2 separate regions of the Danio rerio genome follow, and region 2 is linked to region 1. A link is a contact called in public HiChIP or PLAC-seq data. All regions are on one chromosome and are shown on one strand. Each heading gives the region's core, a stretch centred on a gene start, on an enhancer-like site or on the middle of the called end of the contact. The rest is flanking DNA. Distances are from core to core; before and after follow the strand shown. Region 1 holds the start of uggt1 (UDP-glucose glycoprotein glucosyltransferase 1). Region 2 holds the start of acvr1l (activin A receptor, type 1 like).

Region 1 (3,462 bases), core at 168-2,667:
CCTAGGGGGAAGCCAGGCTCAGGTGAGCTTGACCATTCCTCCTCTGGCCAAACTTCCTGTGCAGAGATGCAGTCTAGGCGCTGGAGGCTGGAGAACACTGAATGTTCATCGTGGAGATGCTGCAGGTGTGATTAGGTCACTGTCGAGTGATCAGTCCAGTGATAAATGCGAAGACTTGTCTGTCATTTCAGTCAAGTCACCTCAAATTTATTTATAGGCCTACAGCAATTAAAACATGGTAACAGTGTCAGCGTTTCTTTCTATTAGAATTACACCAGTTTCTGAGCAACTTTACCCAAGCAGTACGAGTCAGTGGGAGGAGCCACACCATATTACTGAAGGAGCGGATATCCTGACTGATGACCTGCAAATGACAACAAAGCATTTGAATGCTAAGCTCCTAATCAAGACTTCAGAAGAGGGAGTAGGAAATATCTAGTAGCATACTGAAGATAGCATAAAGCCTTGTGGAGACACTGACAGTGAAGAAGTTATTTTTCATCCACACTCCTGAAACAAGCTTATTAACTTTATTTTTGGCTGAATTTGTTTAAAATGTTTTCAAGAAATATTGTTGTGCTATAATTCTTTAGCAAAGCCCTAAACATTCATTAAACATGAAGGATTCTGATCAAACTGTACAATCGACCTAATGTGAATTCTGATTCAGTTTGACTTCAGATCTGCTTAGTGATTTAAAATAATATTTCACCCCAAAATTAATTTATTCATTATTTCCTCACCCTCAAGTTTTTCCTAACCTTTTTGAGTTTTTTATTCTGTTAAACACAAAAGGCAATTTTTTTTAGAAAGCTGAAATCTGGTTCAATGAGGTAAAACAACGGAAGTCTTATGTTTCAAGCTTTCTACAACATGTATATTTTTTTGTTTAACAAAGAAGAGTTTGTGTTTGACACTAGCCTAGATACCATATAAATTATGGGGGGCATTTACCCTTTCATAAGCAATTAATAAATTATTTAAATATAAAGGACGCACAAAAAGTCATCACACACAGTTGCGGGATGGAAATCAAATGAAAAGATGCTGCATTTTTTTTACCATGAGCTAAACGTATTATCGTTACATCCAGTTTCCATTCTCTCACGTTATATTAGAAACTCACGCGCTGTCTTGTTGAGCCAAAATGGCGCCTGTGAGGGATAAGCTGTCTAATGAATCGCCTGCGACAAAAAGCACTTAAGTAACACGTGTGTTTTCCCCCCTTAGCTAAATTCCTGACATATATTTTAATATGTTGCAAAATATTGCGTACTTGTATTTTTTTTTGAATATATAATATTAAAGATGATTTCTCGCATGCTTAATATTGTATTTCTAAAAAGGCACGGAGAAGAGGACCCACACATGAACCATAGCATGGGCCACTTATACCGTCCAAACATGGCAACTCACGAAGCAGATTCCGAAGCCGGTGTTGGTATGATTCCTCGCTTTTACCTCCTCATAATTCTGCCGCGTTGCATTTGTTGCAACAATAGTGTGTGTGAATACATCACTTCGAGCATTTTGCATCTGGGTTGAAGAAAAATGCATGCATCAGTCATGATTGCACAGTTATAAGTCCTATACTGCTAATTCGCTACTAAGAAAAGTGAGCTCATTTAAACTCTTCTTTCTATTTAAGAAGTATTTTATGGATGTTCTGTATTTGACAAAGACACGCTATAGTATTGAAACACCCTTTAATGTGTAAAACGTTTAGCAGTCGTTCGTTATGATTAAGTAGAGTAGATAATACGAAATCAGTTGCTTTACTGCATTTTAAGCGCCAGCTTCAGGTAATTAAAATTTCATTCATCCTAGTAAAAACCATGCTTTGAGAGAATTAGTTATAATGCAGGAAGTTAAAGAGAACCCGGAACTTGCGTTCGATAAGATCTCTGATTGGATGAAGCTAATCTCGATGTCCACGCTGAGCGCTCTGATTGGCTCAGAGTCAACTCGCGCTGTCCTCTCCAATCTGTCAAACGAAGTGAAATACAAACAAGCAGAAACGTATGAATGATATGCTCAATTACTGCGTTATTTACATGCCCTACGTTTGTATTTTTACGTCTTTATGTTTTATAGTGACGTATTTAATTCAGTAAAGTGAAAATAGGACTCTTTCAAAGTTTCTTTCACTTTCTTTTCCATATTTGAAGCGTTTACCTTCTTCAGCGTCTATGGCGTTATTGTAGTTACATTTCTCCTCTAGCAAAAACGCGACTAAACTGTCTCACTTTCTCAGGATTTTGTGGAAAGATGTGGCTGTTTTGTGCTGCACTGCTGGCTCTGGGCTCTGTCGACTCTGTCAATGGGGACTCAAAAGCAGTTACAACGACACTGACTACTAAATGGCCCTCGACACCTCTCCTGTTGGAAGCCAGGTTAGCTTCAATGCACGTTGCATGACCAAACAATGTTTACCTCCACATTATATGATGCCATAATATTCTACAGTTTGTTCCCTGCGTAAGACATTCAGGACAGGCTACAGTTTGCAAACAGTATAAGATGATTTGTACTTTACAGCGAGTTCCTTGCCGAGGAGAGTCAGGACAAGTTCTGGGCCTTTGTGGAAGCCAACCAGAACATTGAGAATGATCATGATGGTAATATTTGATCTTTTCATTTCATATTTTAGACATGCTGATGCCTGTCAGTATGATATTTGTTATGCTGTTATTACTCTAATGTGTAAAATGTTGTGTGTTTAATTGCATAATTTTCTGTGTAGTAAGTTAATATTATATGGGCTGCATTTATTTATTGCAGATCATTTGCAACAATCTTAATTTAACTTTATTTATTTTACTCATTTATTTTATGGTTAAGATTTGCAGCGTTTTTGCTTGGTGGAATTATATGGATGCAGTGTTTGCACTGAAGATTCATTCTTTCATGCTTTAATGCAAGAAACACACATTTATGCAATTTAAAAAAAATACTTTAAATAGAATGCATAATATAATACAAGGACCTTTTCAAAGTATGTCTGATAATATTATTTCTTCAGGAGAAAGTCTTTTTTTCCAGCTAGAATAAAAGCAGTTTTTCATTTCTTAAAAAAAAACATTTTAGAGGCAAAATTATTAGCCCCTTTAAGCTAGTTTTTCTCGATAGTCTACAGAACAAACTATGCTTAGAAATGTGTTGAAAAAAACTTCGCTCAGTTAAATAGAATTTTTAAATTATTATAAATAATTATAAATTATAATTATTATAAATTTATTATAAATAAATAAGAAACATGCTCCTCTGTAGCGTTAATGTATCATGCAAGGAAAGTGATTAAATCAAATTATAGTCTTGCATATGCAAATGTGTAGTTTATATTTAAAATATTCTTTGTTTTCACAACAGAAATTTGCAGCGATTGTGCAAACATATACACCATGTTCATCTAAATGTCGCTCTCAGCACTTGGATGGCACCTGGATGTTTATTTTAGGTTTA
Region 2 (3,311 bases), core at 779-3,278, 640 kb before region 1:
TGAGAAATAAGAATTTGATAAACATAGTCTGGGTGCAATTACAATCAGCAGTGGTTTTCAATCTCCAGGGGCCCCACAGAAATGTTCTTACAAAAAGCATTAAAAAAAACTCAAAAATGCAATAAATGCACTGCATAATAATAATTATCAAATAAAAAAGGGCTTCACGATAGCGCAGTGGATAGCAAAATCTCCTCACAGCAAGAAGGTCGCTGGTTCGAGCCTCGGCTGGGTCAGCTGGCATTTCTGTGTGGAGTTTGCATGTACTTTTTCTGTTCATGTAGGCTTCACCCGCAGTCCAAAGACAAGCGGTACAGGTGAATTGGGTAAGTTAAATTGCCCATAGTGAATGTGTGTAAATGAGAGTGTATGGATGTTTCCCAGTGAAGGCTTGCAGCTGGAAGGGCATCCGCTGCATAAAACATATGCTAGATAAGTTGGCGGTTCATTCTGCTATGGCGACCCCGGATTAATAAAGGGACTAAGCCGAAAAAGGAAATGAATGAAAGAATGAAACTTATTAGAAACTAAACATTTTTCAGAAGTATTAGACACATTACATATCGCAAGTTTATTGAGGTAAAGTTGGTTTTATATTCGTAGATTCTTTCAGAGACAACTTCTGACATCTTTATTTTTTGTACCATGGTACTTTAAATATTGGGTCTGAAATCACATTTAAGTATGACTTCAAAACAACATTAGCACTATTTAATTGACTTCAACAATATTGTACTTTGATAGTCATTTACTGCTAATATAATTTCCTTGTTTTTAATTTGTAAATAATACTTTTCTGAAATGTTATTAAGAAGAAAGTCTGAATGTGCAAATATATTACCACTTTACCTCAATCGTAAAATACATGTACAAGATACGCTTTAGCCAATGAAATAAGGTTAGCGTTGAACTGCTTACCAATAATAATATAAAGCGTAATTAAATAGGGTTCATTTAATAACTTTATTAACAGAAAAACGCTTTTGTGACTATTCCAGAACTGCCAATCATAGTGAATGAAGTATAGTTAGTTTTATATTCGTACATTCGTTTAGCGACAATTTCTGATATGCTCCCTTTATTTTTTGTACCATGGTAACGTTACTTTAAATATTTAGTCTGAAATCGCAATTATGTATGACTTCAACAATAATGTACTTTGATAGCCATTGGCTGCTAATATGATTTCCCTGTTTAGAATTTGTAAATAATACTTTTTCTGAAATGATATTATTAAAGAGAAAGTTTGACTGTGCGAATATAAAACCAACTTTAACTCAATCGTAAGATATATATACAAGATGTGATTTAGCCAGTAAAATAGCTTTGAACTGCATACCAATGACAATATAAATGGTAATTAAAAAGGATTTAATTAATAATTTAAATAACAGAAAAAAACGCTTTTGTGAACTGCCAATCATAATTTCTAAAATCCGCCGACATTAATTTCCAGTATTTGTGTGACTGTAGGAGACTGGGCACAGATAAAAGAAAGCTCTTATCGTCACGATCTAAATGAGTCACACAGTCAACAAAACAATCAAGATAACTGAGATGTAATGAAATTACATTGATGAATTGTAAGTGTAAACATTTTAAAGTTGCAGATTATTAACACGGGGCTCTTGTATTCAAGTAGGTGGACGACAATAACACTACAGATGATCAGCTTCAACAAACACAAGCCACTAGTTACATAGCAGATCTCTTAGAAAGCTCGATCCATGCGCAAACATCACAAAACAACATCAGAAACACAAAATAACACGCAAAAATCGACGCAGTGGAAATACCAGCGTAATGTTTGCAATATAACTATATAATAATCGGCCTGTTTGCAGCAGCTGTGCTAACAGTGCTAACAACGACCATACTTTACTCGCCGCATACACTTCCAGCAATCAAAGTCAAAACGGAGATCGCGTTTACCTTTAGCTGCAATGCAGATTCATGTTTGTGTTCAATTTCCGCAATATCACTCTTTTATTCGAAGTCGTGTTTTCAGCGCTGACAGACTGTCTGCCGCCACCCAGAGAGACTGAAAAGACTGCGCCGTGACGTCACCATAAACAAGTGACGCGCGAGAGCATTGTGGGATACCACGGTCCGCCGAAAGTGAGTACCTGCTGGATTATTTTACGGAACATTTCGTTTTTAGTCAACCTACATAAACAAATACCTTTGGCTTCAGTTCCAAGAAGCACGAAAATATCTGTATACAAGCACTTTTTGTAGGCAAAATCTGCTACTTAGACTCACTAGCCATAGCTAACCTTAGCTGCCACAGTCACTTTGTGATTAGAGTGAAAGATAATTAGTAAATTTAGACTAATTATACACAAATGAGTTTACTTTTAGAAATATGTTAGAATTTAACATTACAAGATACTGCACGATACACTAGTATCATATTTAGTGTTCAGAGTGACAAATTATTTGAAAAAATGCAGTTATGGAGCCCCATTGATTTGACTGTGAGCTACTGCATCTTAGGTCTAGACTTTAATTACAATATTTACATATTACATTTATATATTTACAGAAAATTAGTTTTTTTCTAAAAGAGTTTTTAAAGGATTGTGATGGTAAATATAATTTCAAATAATATCACAAATTAATAATTGAATTATGCAACGAAATTTTGTTATCCATAATCCATAATTTGTTATCCATGGTTTTACTACAATAAAAAATAACTAACCATCATTTTATAATGGTATTTTTAGAATGTGATTATATAAAGTGGTTATACAAGTTATGATCAAATGCACACAAAAAAGGTTGATGAACTTTCATTACAATTAAACCATGGTTCATTTTCAAAAGGTTTGGCAATAAAAAAGATCTCAATTTTATTGCTGTGTAGAAATTGAAGCCAAAGCATACCCGAAATGGCCACTGTCATCATTTATCATTTGTGCAGTTGTGACCACCTAACCTCATGCAGACTGAACTGCCAGTAGCCGACACATTTATCAGTGCATACCTGCCCATAACTCTAAAACACTCACCCACTGCATGGTTATTATTTATCTGGCTGTTTGTTTATTGTTTTGTGAATATATTTAGTCTTTTTTCATGCCTTTGTTGTAATAAAACAGGAATGCAGACACGAAAGCTCAGGCTAATGGGCTGTTTCTTTGTTAGTTTTAAATCAGTTTGGCACACAATAATAAAATTGATGTGATAAGGAATACAAATGTAGTCAGATTGCATTACTTTAAATGTGTAATCTAGATTACATTATGCAATTTCTAAGTAATCTACCCAACACTTGCATCCTCAAGTTGAACCCACCTATCATTAGC

Evidence for each region. HiChIP or PLAC-seq counts read pairs in DNA pulled down with a chosen protein or histone mark.
Region 2: a contact with region 1 is called in an H3K4me3 HiChIP or PLAC-seq map of embryo, with 8 times the contacts expected there. The contact joins the promoter of acvr1l here to the promoter of uggt1 in region 1.

What each region holds. Positions count from the first base shown.
Region 1 is chr2:43,928,836-43,932,297 of GRCz12tu, reverse strand. uggt1 (UDP-glucose glycoprotein glucosyltransferase 1) reads left to right here and starts at 1,417. Exons shown (of 40, transcript NM_001077534.1): 1 at 1,417-1,441; 2 at 2,255-2,393; 3 at 2,539-2,618. The coding sequence starts at 2,269.
Region 2 is chr2:44,574,574-44,577,884 of GRCz12tu, reverse strand. It overlaps acvr1l (activin A receptor, type 1 like), which reads right to left and starts at 2,028. Exons shown (of 11, transcript NM_131345.1): 1 at 1,933-2,028.